Linked DNA regions of Gasterosteus aculeatus: region 2 is linked to region 1. A link is a contact called in public Hi-C data. All regions are on one chromosome and are shown on one strand. Each heading gives the region's core, a stretch centred on a gene start, on an enhancer-like site or on the middle of the called end of the contact. The rest is flanking DNA. Distances are from core to core; before and after follow the strand shown. Region 1 holds the start of stc2a (stanniocalcin 2a). Region 2 has its middle 6.2 kb from the start of nkx2.5.

What was found. Hi-C and Micro-C count contacts between places; a contact is called where the count stands out from the background.
Region 2: a Hi-C map of skeletal muscle shows a contact between it and region 1, with 2.6 times the contacts expected there. The contact joins the enhancer-like site here to the promoter of stc2a in region 1. A contact is called at or near these places in 4 of 6 Hi-C or Micro-C datasets (skeletal muscle, tail fin and whole body).

The regions. Positions count from the first base shown.
Region 1 is chr4:14,156,314-14,162,904 of fGasAcu3.hap1.1, reverse strand. stc2a (stanniocalcin 2a) reads left to right here and starts at 3,309. Exons shown (of 4, transcript XM_078102143.1): 1 at 3,309-3,679; 2 at 5,478-5,620; 3 at 6,226-6,437. The coding sequence starts at 3,541.
Region 2 is chr4:14,189,758-14,196,348 of fGasAcu3.hap1.1, reverse strand. No RefSeq gene overlaps it. Among protein-coding and RNA genes, the nearest start is that of nkx2.5, 6.2 kb to the left of the region's middle. Within about 2 kb of position 3,203, at least 1 of the 9 cell types and tissues checked has open chromatin away from gene starts, as enhancers often do.

The DNA.
Region 1 (6,591 bases), core at 2,060-4,559:
GTTGTGGTTTTTATTGGTGGATAACTTTCCAGGCCCCCAGGGGTCCCAACTCGGAACACATGTCTGCTTTCTGTATGTTTACAGTACAGCAGTCAAAGGGAATGAACGTTACTCCTTTTAATGCATACTTGTCTATTCTGGACAGTGTTCCCAAAGGAGGATAATGTCTTTAGGCAACGTAGACAAGCAACGCATTCTAATACCTCTGAAACCAGAAAGATTTAATAAAATAAAATAATAAATAAAATACAAACATGGCTCTCTAGCTGTCACACGACCATCTGGGGGAACCAGATACATTGCAGCTATACATCTGCTGTACAAATACGGTTTGAAATACGAATGTTCATTCATTTGATTAGTCAAACCTCTGAATGTTCTTGTTTCAAGTGTCAGTGCTTCACATTGTGTGTTGCATTCAAGTGAAGAAAGTAGGAATGTAGAGTATAAATTATTTCCCCCGCTCCTCCACCAATTCCCTCCGATTTTCTTTGTTTAAAATATTTTAAAAGTAGGCTACCATTCACCTGATGGGGACCTCCTAGAAAGTTATTATTTCCCAGCCTGAAAGACGCCCTGTGGAGTTTTCACTAACTAAAATGCAATGTGTGTATTACTAATCTTCCCTGCACATGTTGGCTCGTTGCTGCCTTTCTTAGTGCATTAGTTAGTGCATGAGACAAACAAATTGGGGACCCACTTGTAGAATGATTGCTGGCTCTACTAGCTTTCAAAAACTCAATTCTAAATATATATATATATATATATATATTTTTTTTTTTTTTTTTCAAAGGTAGCTTGAAACCAAAAAACTGACAAAAAAAGCTAAGAAGTGGACCTTGACCTTTTGTATTTCTTCTAAAATATGCTAACATTTGAGAATGAATTAAATTCTGCATCAGCATTTTATTTGCTGTTAACTCACTAATGATAATAACAATACTAGAAAATACCACAAGTCTCTAAATTACTATAATGAACTCATACTGCCATGTCGCTACTCTTGATTTACAGACCTCTTGCAGTCGTACTCATGTGATTTGAATGCAGCCCCAGTAGGCAGCGGTGACGCACTCTTACAGGCCCTGTGCTCTTGTGGCACACTGATTGGTCCAAATTGAGGGTGTGTTCACAGCGTGGGCAGCTTTCAACGGAAGTGAATTGAGTAGCAGATTGCAGTTTGTGGTATAGACATAACTGGAAGTGGTCCAAGCCCATCCATACACATCTCCAGACTTGTGCCACAGCATGCCACAAGCACACACTTTTGTGTGAGCATGCAGGAAATCCAATGGACTTTGAAAATACTGCTGTATTGCGGTTTCCACTCTGTCCGTCCAGATTTATCTATTTTGTGGAAAACAGACTGGAACAACTTGTTTTTATTGAAGAGAATGAAGTCTGTAGAGATATTGTGTTACATTAGGATTACTATTTAGATATTTGTACCATAGTAATAGGATGAGGATAGAAGGCAGAAAGTAAGACAAGATTATAAATTCATGGCCAGGAAAGTCTACCACATGAGAATATTAAAATGTAGAGGTTTTCTCCCGGCCGAAATACCTCCCATTTCTTAACTGTGGTGACTTCTCCAAAATTCATTCCACCGACTAAAACCTCAATTAAACCTATAGATAAAGAAGTCTGATGATAATAATTACCTATATTTAGAGCTTTAAGTGATCGCCATTTTGGTTAGATTAGAGAGGGAGCCTGATTCTTGCTCTAGGCTAATTTCCTTGATGGTCTAAATATAGCCTGTATGAACGTTTTTCCAGCAGACGGAACGCGAGCGTCTTATGCAAAGGAGTTAGAGATAAATGAAATGTTATGATAGACACATTTCAAAGTCACTGATCTATAAAAATTGGTCCGGCCACAATCAGCTCGTTAGTCCGTCTCCTCGTCTGTCTGTCTTCACACACAGACTGCGGGCGATTTGTCTATGGGTTGCTTGTGGTGTACCGCTGTACTCTGTTGCATCACCGTTCTTTGATATTGCACTATGAGGGAAGTATTAGAGGGAATTTAAACAGCATTTTAACAAAGAAATCACAACCACTAACTGTGGTTTGCATGTCATCTCTAGATTTCCTCCTGGTGCTCCGGTTTCCTCCCGGTAACAAAAGACATGCCAGTTGGGTGAAAAGAAAAATCAGAATCAACTGTTCTGGTCTGTATGTTGTTGGCCTGTGATTTGCCTGGAAGTCCATCATAGTGAAGTTGCTCTAGTGCCATCTTATAATTAAGAAAAAGGAAGGAACAATTTGTATCACTGGGCCCCCTAGAGGTTTGGCCCCCAAGTGCAGTTGCCCATCCGGCACCCTGATGTCCCGCCAGAGGTACCACACAGCGAAATGACTGCCGGCCTGCATCATACCGCTGTCTCCTTTTGAGGCCCTGAAGGGAAACGATTAACACCACGAGTTTACTCAAAATATGTTTTTATGTTTTTACTGCAAGCTCAGTCTTCCTACAGTTATTCCACATTACAACTGAAATACGTTGCATGTTCTCAAATGTTACTCTTGAAAAAGATTCCACTAAGGTTTTCAAATGCTCAACCATGCCAACAATAGTCTCTGTAGTAGTTATTAGAAGACCTCTTTGTGAGGGACTGAACTGGGCATTGTGTAACTTACACCTCCCCTTCCACAAAACAGGTATTAGTCTAGTTTTAGGAGATTTCCCTCATATCCAGATATTATACCATGAGCTTAAAATCAATACTATTGCCATTTTTCTCACATCATTTTGTGAGTGTATAATTATTATAAGAATACATTTTTTTATATTGAGTGTGACTTCATTTTGTCAAACAATGGCTAGTGGAATTGAACCTTCCATTAAGGAATTAGTAGCTTGCAAACCCAAAAGTTTTGCTTATTTTATGTGGAGTGCTTGAACATCATATGCTTCCATTTTTTTCCAGTTTGTTGACAAGCTTGGTATTTTGTTGATCCTCCCATAGCCTGCCGCATGTCTCTGCTCTGTTTTTATGAAAAACGATATGCTGGCAGGATCTGTAGGTTATCTTGCAATATATATATTTACAAATCACGCCTCATATTGGACATTTTGTATTATTCACCATCGCACATATTGGTCCGTGAAACACTCCTTGGTCACCCAAAAGCTGTCACGGTCAATTTACTCATTAATATTGCTTTATAGCGCCAGTTTTTATTGCAAAAAGGGGGACTTTCACTGGACACTCCCCTAAAACCTTGGACGTGGATATCTGCTTCTCTGATTGGCTGCGAAGCCGCGACCGACAACACCTGCTTCACTCCTTCATCCGAATAAACACCCGGGGCTCAGGGAAATATAGGCAGCATCACTTGCAGCTCATGCATTCAGTCCCACAGCCGCCCCACTACACAGCAAGCCGCAGCTGCGCTGATCACTGATCCAAGGTGAACCCTCGATCACACGCGCGCGCATACACGCACGCGCACACACACACACACACACACACACGCACGCACGCGCTGCGGGATCTTTGCTGGGACATCGGAGCACACTACCGGGAACGCAATGATGGTCAAACTGGCCGTGGTGCTGCTGGTTTTGTCAGTGCTGGAGCAAGTGGTGGGATTGGATATTATCGATATCCATGACAGCCTCCCGGAGAAGCCCGTGAGCCAAAAGGGACGCCTATCCTTGCAGAACACAGGTACGAACTGAGTGTTAGGAGTTGAAAATCTGAAGGTTTTTTTTTTTTTTTGGTTGGTGCAAGTGCCCGCACGTCCCCGCTGGGCTTCTTCCTACACGTGTTTATGTGGCTGCAAATTAAAACCATGCTGGGGACTCGATCCACGCGACGTGAGCACAAAACGCCGCTTCTAACTCAAATCCCGGCGCTGCAGTTCGCACGTAAACCCGTTTCGTTCACTCAGTAAGACGATACCTAGTAAATACTCACGGGGGGAAATACAATATGTTAGTAAACTATTAATAGAATGGCACAAGGTAATAGGTAATGCATACGGCAGCGCGTCTAGGTGTGCGTGCGCGCACTGGCGTGCTCGTACGAGCGCGGCAACGGTTTTGTTGGGTTTTCTGGAAAGAAATCAGTTGTTTGTCGTTGTTGCGATGTGCATTCCAGGCTGCTCCGCATGGATCCGATGTGTCCAAACAGGTTAGCGGGCCAGTGATGATCGCAGCACTGCGGCTCGGCGACTTTGTTTTGGTTTGAACCAAATCCTCTGTGGGTGCGGGGACCGAAAAGACAGAAGCAGCTCTCACCCCAAAAACCACAAAGCACTTTGCGCCACATTGGACCTTTATTGCCACGCCCTCGTAGCATGATCTATAGCATCATCGATCGATTTCTTACACACAAAAAAAACTAAATTGTGAGCAAACTCTGACGCATCACAACAGAGGTAGCGCCGCTGTGTAATTCAACGCACGTTGTGGACAAGCTCGTATAAGATCCGAGCGCATTCCCGCGATGCCAGGGCAGGCTGACAGCGGCTCACTTTCCCTGCGCACTGAAGTTAAACAGCCCCCACAAACCCCGCAGCCCCCTCCCACGTCCCCTAACCCCTTACTACTGCTCCACCAAACAGAGGCTCTTTGTTGACACGCGTGCATTTCTGAAAAGTCCCATTCAATCATTATTTTGTGCACTCTTGGCGCCATGGCGCGCGCTTCCGGCTGAGAAAAATGTGTCCTTGCGAACCGTTTAGTTATCAGCTGCAAGGCGAGTCGCGCGTGTAATTATGTGTTACGGAATTCAACGGGTGGTGTTTCGTTAACCTGCAATTTGCCAAAATGTCACACTGCCAACGCTGCCACGTGCAGTTATGACGCGTTTGACTGGTACTGTATGTTAAGCAGCAGTTTCTGTGATAGCTACAATTTGGTACTAAAAGACAGACCTTCAATTTCACGTGGTAATTTCCACCGTCGTATACCCGTTTTATTCCTGTCTTTCATGGCCACAGAAAAAACAGAAAAGGGCCCTTGAGAACCAGCCTGTGGTGTTCAGCAGCTGATATTGTGTATTCATATATACTTGCACATCTCCCAAGTGTTTCTGCCTGCATTGCTGCTGTCGGGATCTTTTGGATTCTCCATTCCATTACGCAATCTCAGTTTGTCTTTGAGTGCAATCACTTGTGTTGCACATTGAGTCATGGCTGTATCTGCAATGCACCAACCCGTCTGCAATGCCTATAGCATTGCAGATTGTGGGACAGAATAGCACAGTAACATCTGTCACAAAGGGTTCCTCTGCAGGAACTCCTCAGCTTGGGAAAATTAGACTCCACCCACCCGGCATCCCTTTTCTCTAGCAAGCAACCGCCTGGCTCCCGACCGGCTTTATGATTCGTGCAGCGATGCAAAGTGCCGAAGTTGAGTTGTGCCTTGAAGCCGTATGGAATTTATTGCTGACACGCCTGTAACAATCAAGTGCTGTAGACAGATGAAAAGGTGCCTCCCCCTAACCTGTTCTCTCTTTCCAGCTGAGATGCAGCATTGCCTGGTGAGTGCAGGGGATGTCGGCTGTGGTGTGTTTGAGTGCTTTGAGAATAACTCCTGTGAGATACGAGGGCTACAGGAAATCTGCATGACGTTCCTGCACAACGCTGGCAAATTTGACTCTCAGGTACTAAACTGGTCTGTCTGTGTGTTTTGCAAAAATGGTTTAACCATAGGCCACATTCTCTCTATTTGATGCTGCTCCACACTCATGATCTATGGACAGATTACTTTACATTTTGCTTTTTTTTTTCCACAAAAGGTACAACTTTTCCTAGAAGTGCGATCTCACTTACACTGATCTCCTCGTCATCTGTTCTCAGTGCTCAGTGCACTGGTACACAGTTAGGACTAAGGGTCACGAGCCAGTTGGCCAGACGCCTTAGCTCGCTTTTTATACATAGCAAAGGCGGAAGCCCTGCCAAGCCAGGTCTGACCGGGGTCTTCACATTTCTACACGGTCACACTCTAGGAACCTTTGGCCGATAAATCCACAACATTTTAGCAGCAGAGTAACACATGTTCTTGCTTTTTGTGCAGAATTTGATAACCCCATTCTGTATTAGAAGCGTATAGCTACCCGTGCATACAGAATTTTGCTCCAATGCATCCACACAAACTCTAAAGCACTTATTAAAGCGATGCAGTTAAAATGATCAGCCTGGAGGATTGGAGCATTAAAGGAACGTTGTTTTGAGTTGCCTCAACAGTTGTGTCTCTTTATGTACATAGGGGAAGTCCTTCATCAAAGATGCTCTGAAATGTATGGCACATGGGCTACGGCACAAGTTCAGCTGCATAAGCAGGAAGTGTGTGTCCATTAAAGAGATGGTGTTCCATCTCCAGAGAGAGTGTTACATCAAGCACAACCTGTGCTCCGCTGCTAAGGACAACGTGGCCGTCATGGTGGAAATGATCCATTTCCAAGATCTCTTCCCCAAAGGGTGAGTGGCGTTTCACAAGCATGTCCCTTCTCTTATTATCGCTGTTTACCCTCGCTGGACTCTCCTGCCAGTTTGAGGCTGTTCTCTTCTCACGTGCCCAGTAACGGTATCACGGCATTTACTCCTGTCGTTTTCCTAGAACTAGATGTATTGT
Region 2 (6,591 bases), core at 1,954-4,453, 34 kb before region 1:
GATAATTCCCTTTATGGTCACATCGTGACACCTGGGGGCTCTTGTGTGACGCAGCCGGCCTGTAACCCTGATACGCTATGGAAGCGTATCACCACCTGTTGTTCTATATATTCTATTTCCCAGTATGCCTCGTTATTACCTTACGTATCTGCTAATTGTTGATACTGTCCAATTTGCCTGAGACCGCAGTTGCCAAGGCCCGACCTTGGCAACTGCGGTCCCACGCTACGTCTCCATCACTATGGCTATTAGTAGCTGTGGTAGAATATCATGGGCCGACTGTGATTTAGACGTGACTGATCTGGTTTACTAGCCGATGACTTGTACAGTATGTTTGACCCCTTGGCCTTGTGTCCTCTCCACCACTCCCTCATGAGTTACACCACCACCACCACCATGTGGCCATTGAAAGAATACACCCAGGCGTTGCCTTAATCCTTTGCCGCATGCTGTTCATTAATTGTTGTGGAGGTTTTGTTGTGGCAAAGATTACTCAGTGCTTTGGGCTCAGGGCTAATTTATTGCGTGACTTAAGCATCCGCTGATCCGGAGTCGGTTTGTTGTAACTGGAAACTAACTGAATGTGGCAGCGATGTCGAGTGCCATCTGTCTGTGCATCGTTTGTCTTGTCTGCGATGGAGAGAGCAGTATTCCCTTCATCTCTGCTCCATCCTCTTCCTCCGCCCGCCTACCCCTCCACGCTTTAACAAGCACCCCCCCAGGTCATGTTCACAGGCCTGGCAAGACTTCACACAGTCTTGTGCTGAGTTCAAGGTAATGTTAGTTTCCCCCGGGGCTGTTTTAGTTTTGTCTACAGCTGATGTTTGGGGTCAGTGGTAGGGTACTGCTGTTTTGAAGGCCATGAGCCGACAAATGGATTTTAAGGGACAGGTTGTGCCCGGTTAACAATTGCAAACTGGATATGAAACCAGGATTTCGAAGGGGAAAATCCAGCGCTCAAGTTCGATGCAGTTGAGGCTGAGGAAACTGGAATTTCTAATTCAATATCAGACCATCCTGACCCTACACCTTAACTACGTAGTCATTGAATGATGCACACATTACAGTTGAGTAATAGGACATTATTTTATATATATATATATAGGATATTTAGTCTCCATTTTTACTATAAAAAAATGAATGTTCTCAAATGTCAAGTTAACCCTTGTTTTACGTGCCATTACAATCAACTGTGGGTAATTCCCTTGGCCATATTCTCCATTAAAATGCTGAATTACTGAATGCGTTTGTATTGAGCTCAAAGTCTCCGCTGTAGAGCTCTTGAAGACTCCACAACAGTGGGAGATTACTCAGATGTTATTTCCTTCGATTTAAAAAAGTCCCTCAAGAGGAACTACGAACATTATACAACTAGCCATTGCATTAATCAGCAGTATTTTTATTCCATATCATGTTTTTGTGATGTCTGGTGATCCGCTCAACCCGTGAACCCCGAGTACAGCTGGTCACTGCTGTTCTCATCGTGCCATGTGAGCCACAGCACGTTGGGTGATGCCATTGCACACAGTGGCCAGAGGTGGGCAGCATCACACAGTAATCTATGAAAAAAGAATCGCGCAATCCCAACAAGTCCTTTTGAAATAAGGAACCATCATTGAATATTTTATCACACAGTTACATCATATTCAGCTTGTTTAAAAACAGATGTTTTTTCCCAATTTGCACCTCTTTTTTAAGACGGAAAATTCCTGCAATTTTACGTCTGTTTTCACAGCAGGTGAGACCAACCTACTCATGGTCTCCTAAAAGTGTTTAAAAGATCTGTTCATTTGATCTTTTCCAAGTCTAAACTATGTGTGCCTGGTGCATTGGAAGCTGTGTAATTTTCCCTAATGCTCAGCCTATTTGCAAATATACACTTTAGCTCCATGTCCTGACTTGTCCCCTCTTTAAATATTAGTTTTCATGATCATGAGCTCACCATACCAGAGTTGTGCACTGACCCACCAACGACTATGTGGCCTGAGGTTTACAACGTCTCCCCGCGAGCCTACATGTGCTGTATCAGCTGCCGTCGCTTTATAGCCCTTAACTCACCCAACCTTCCCTGAGCCCATTTAACATGCTGACTGTGTTTTCCATGCAATCTGAGTTGACCAAGGAATGAGGTAAGAGCATCGCTAATAGGCTAAATGACCAACATTGTAATAAGGCTTGCCTTAGCAGCTCGATTACCACCCTCGGCCATGATGGATAATTCATGTGGAAACAAAGGTGACGCGGAAAAAGCACGGGTCTCCGTGCACGTCTCTTGTCAACTGGGGAGCCCCAGGACACACACACACAAACACACACACATACGTACACAACCACACAGAGTGTCAGCCTTATATATATTGACACGGAGGCCACCAGGTCATTCTCGTCATCCTTAATGGGTAAAAACTCACCATTCAATGACCCCCGAAGGGTGTGTGTTTGAGAGAGAGAGAGAGAGGGACAGTTTGTTCATGCTTGTCCTCTTCCTGTCTTTCCACACTGCCTGTCTCTCCCTCTCTAATGGGGACGGCATGAGAAGAGAGCTTGTGCTCCGTCTGGACCTTTCTAATTGCCCCTGCCACAGAGGCCAGATACAGCCAGATCCTGTGTTCCCAGCAGGTCAGGCGTGTGTGCATGTGTGTGCGTGTGCTTCTGAGTGAGTGTGTGTGAGTGTGTGTGAGAGAGAGAGAGAGAGAGAGAGAGAGTGGGGGAGAAAGAGGGACGGAGAGAGACATGGGCAGACAGAATCATCACTCAGGTGGTGCTCCCTCGACTCCACCACACACATTCAGGCCCCGCATAGAGAACACCATTCATTCTAAATATCACTGGAATAGTGCAGCAGCGGTGGGACGAGATGTGAGCGAGGGAGGAGAGGCTGAAGGAAAAGAAAGAACGACAGCGAGATGAGCTGAGTAGATTGCGGATATTTGTTGACACCTCAATAAATTCTTTAGCGTTTTTATCAGCCTGAAGGGAAACTCATTTCATTTAAAGGAAGCTTCACAGCACACGCACACACACACACACACACACACACACACACACACACACACACACACACACACACACACACACACACAAGCTCCTTGCTAGCACATACTCTTCCCAAAGCCCCATGGCTCTATGCTGTACTGTACGGGTTATGACATCCACCCAGGGCCAGGTTACAAAAATCCTCTCTGTGGCATCTGCCAGGGAAGGCAGCTCTGTGTTGACAGATGGACACAGCATTCCTGGGTGCTGGGCCTCGCCATGCGCTCTGCCAGGAGCCGGACTGAAGCAGCCATGGAGAGGCTGACTGGCATTTCTTTACACCTATGTGCTTAATTTCTGTGGCAACCTCGAGGCACGTACGACATGAGTTACATTCCCTGAATGCTGCTCCTTCAATCTGACACTTCGGGGCGGCGATGGGTGCTGGTGGGGAATGAATAAGGTAGTCAGGGATGTGGATCCATGCAATTTCTCTGATTTAATTAAAGCCGCGCTAAAATGCGATGGTTAACTCCGAGGGTTAGCTGCGTTTGGTCGCTGTTCTTGTTGCTGTTAAGGAAAATAAAGCAGAAGAACTATGCATTTATTGTTGTTGCTCGATTTATTCACTTGTAGGAGCCAGTCTGTCGTGCCCTGACATTCTTTTCTTCTCGTGTTTTACCTTCACAGCTGAGGCAGTCTCCCTGTGCCACACTGGCCCAGTCATGTGATCCGCATCCGGGAAGCGAGGAGCTGTTTGACCCCCTTCCCCCCCCGCGCCTCGTGCTGCTGCTTCCACCAGGATAGTGTTTACCATGCTCAAGGTGAGTGGAATACTAGCACAGCTCCTGTCAGCAACTGGCTCCGCTTGCTCAAGGTCCCCCATCTCTCTTCCCTATCTAACACTGACCACCTGCTCCAACGCCGTCCCCCTAGCCAGGACCCACCGAGACCTGCACGTGGCCACTTGGCTTAGATGATTATGAGGGCAGGATGTAGTGTTTTTTTAATTTATTCTTGTCTTTGGCAACTTATTTGGTTTGCACACCAAAAAATGTAAAGTACATTCTACTTTGCAATTCAACGTAGCATTTGGAACTCAAATATAGCTTTGGCATGGCTAAACTTAATAGGCTGGCATACTGCGAAACCATGCCACATTCTCCGCAATCACCACTCTTTAACATCTAGCACTGCGTGGACACAATGTTCCAAGACGCAGTGCGCACAGGGGCCCTGCCAACTCTTCAGACAGTGAGAAATGGCAGTGATTACTCCTACAGCAATGTCACTATGGACTGATGTAGGCCCCCGGGAGACGGAGAAGCGGGCGCAATGGGGGCAAGAACATTCACAAGTTTCACAGTCGAGGGCACGAAGGACCTGCAAACGTGAGCGAGTCGCTGACCTCAAAATCACCGTTAAAACACGGTGTCCCCGTTTGGTAATTATCCTCCCCCAGAGATGAGGTCAGCCTGATAATCAGCTGAAAACAAAGTGGGACGATGATGGCAGCAGCGGCCACTGAAGCGAGTGAATGAAAAGGAGAGTGGAAGAGGTCGCGACAGGGTAAAAACGAGACAGAGAGAGGGGAGAGTGGGGTGGAACTCACTGCTTGGTGTGAGTGAGCATGGGAAATGCGTGGGATATTCTGGAACATCACTGGCTGGGGATCTGGTGACTGGTGCACACACATGTAGGGAGGTACATGAATGCATGGGTACACACTCACATACACACGCAGAGCTATTCATCCTCTTAGTCCTCTCAACAACCCCTCAGCTAACGCTTTGCGGCAGCAGGTGTTCATCCAAGCGACTCACCTGCAGCGTCTATACAGTGAATACATTCGTTTTTATTTTGGAGCGTGTTTCTGAATTTGAACGATGAAAACTCACCGTTAATCTTTATTTTTTCTGCTTTTGTTGATGCTTCTCACTTGTTGAGGGGTGATGTTGAAATCAGTGCTGCCTAAGTTGCACCACCAGATGGCAAAATCTGGTCAAAAACTAGTAAAGAGTATATCGCGAACATGCATGTGCACACGGACCCGGAGAAACGCACAGACGTGTTCATGTGCCGACATGCACAGATGCACACTCTGCTTTTTATTTACACACATACAAGTCGAAAAGTGAGCACTTACATTCTTCCACTTGCTATAAACATCCCATAGTGTAAACAGTTTACATTGCACATTTTGTTGATGGTAAAGATCTACACGTGTAACAGCTGAGCACAGTATTCTACTACCTGAGGAGATGTGTTGCTTTGGCCACAAAATGAACGTGAATGCTCATCACGGTCAAATGTGCACTTGTCACAGGTAGCCGTCCTCCTTGAGCTGCCTTTATTTAATCCAAAAAAAACGCTACCCTCGGGGTTCGGCACGATGCATGTCTTTACTCATGTCTAGGTTATTTTTATGGTCGTGGCGGTGGTGGAACCATTGGGAGGTCTGACTACCTTGGAATAAGCCAATACAATAAAAATCTCCCCGCGGTGAAACTTTGAATCCAGGTTTGTTGAAGCAAGACTGCAGAGGGCGGACGTAGATGTTATTATGCAGCATTTACTGCACGCTGCACATTTGGCCCCATCAAAACCAGCCGGTAGGCCCGTGCCCGTGCCGCTTTTTGAATGCTAACGTTTTTTATGTTTGTCTGTGTGGAGACGTTGGCCATAGTTGGTTTAGGTCAGCTGTTGTCAGGCCCATGCTGAGGGCTGAGGGAAGCAGCCGCTGTGGGCCATGACGTGTGCGGTTACTGCATGCGTGTGCACATTTATACGGCTTTAATTACAGACTGCAAACACAGACAGACTTGTTTGTTCTGCAGCGTAGTATACACTGAGGCCTGGTTGGTACCACAGACACACACACACACACAGACATCGCCTTTGTAGTAGTAAAAGTATCTATCCTGGACAGCGCAGCAGGTTGTACCTGCCAGTTGAGTGAGTCACCTGTATTTTACGTCCATGAATTCACTTTATGGGTATCTGAGTGTAGGACATCATTACTAACAAGCACGGTGTTCTTCTTTTTATAAGTCTTGGGACTCGCATCTTTTTGTACTTTGCTGGTACTAAGCAACATTAAATGATCACCATCGTAAGGTTGTATTCTAATTCCTTCATCTTAAACAGACAGGCTATTTAAAGGGCATCAGCCTAACATAGGCTGCTTTATTTTGAGTAGACGATGAAGGTATAAATAGACTTTGAGGAGTGCAACAAGCGAATGCTGTATGTGAAATGGCTGGCGTTACATCATTGCTTGTGTTAGTGAAGTGCTGGAGAGCCGCTGGCCTCCCTGGGCCAACCATTATGGTTTGTACTAATGTTCTGGTTTCACAATCCAAACATTCTAAGAGCTGTTATTTGCTCTCTCTTTCCTTTTTACCCAGTAATTCTACTTCTTTTTTTTTTCAACCGAGCGGAGCTGTCAACAAAGAAGAGAAGCAGCTTTAAGTGGAAGACCGAGAGGGGATGAAGCAGGGGGCGATAGAGACGGGATCGAGAGAGCTGGATGGAGTGAGAGAACAACATGTTAAACAACAACAGCATCAACATGCAATCACCTGCATGCAGAGAGAAGAAGGTCAGTGGCTGGAA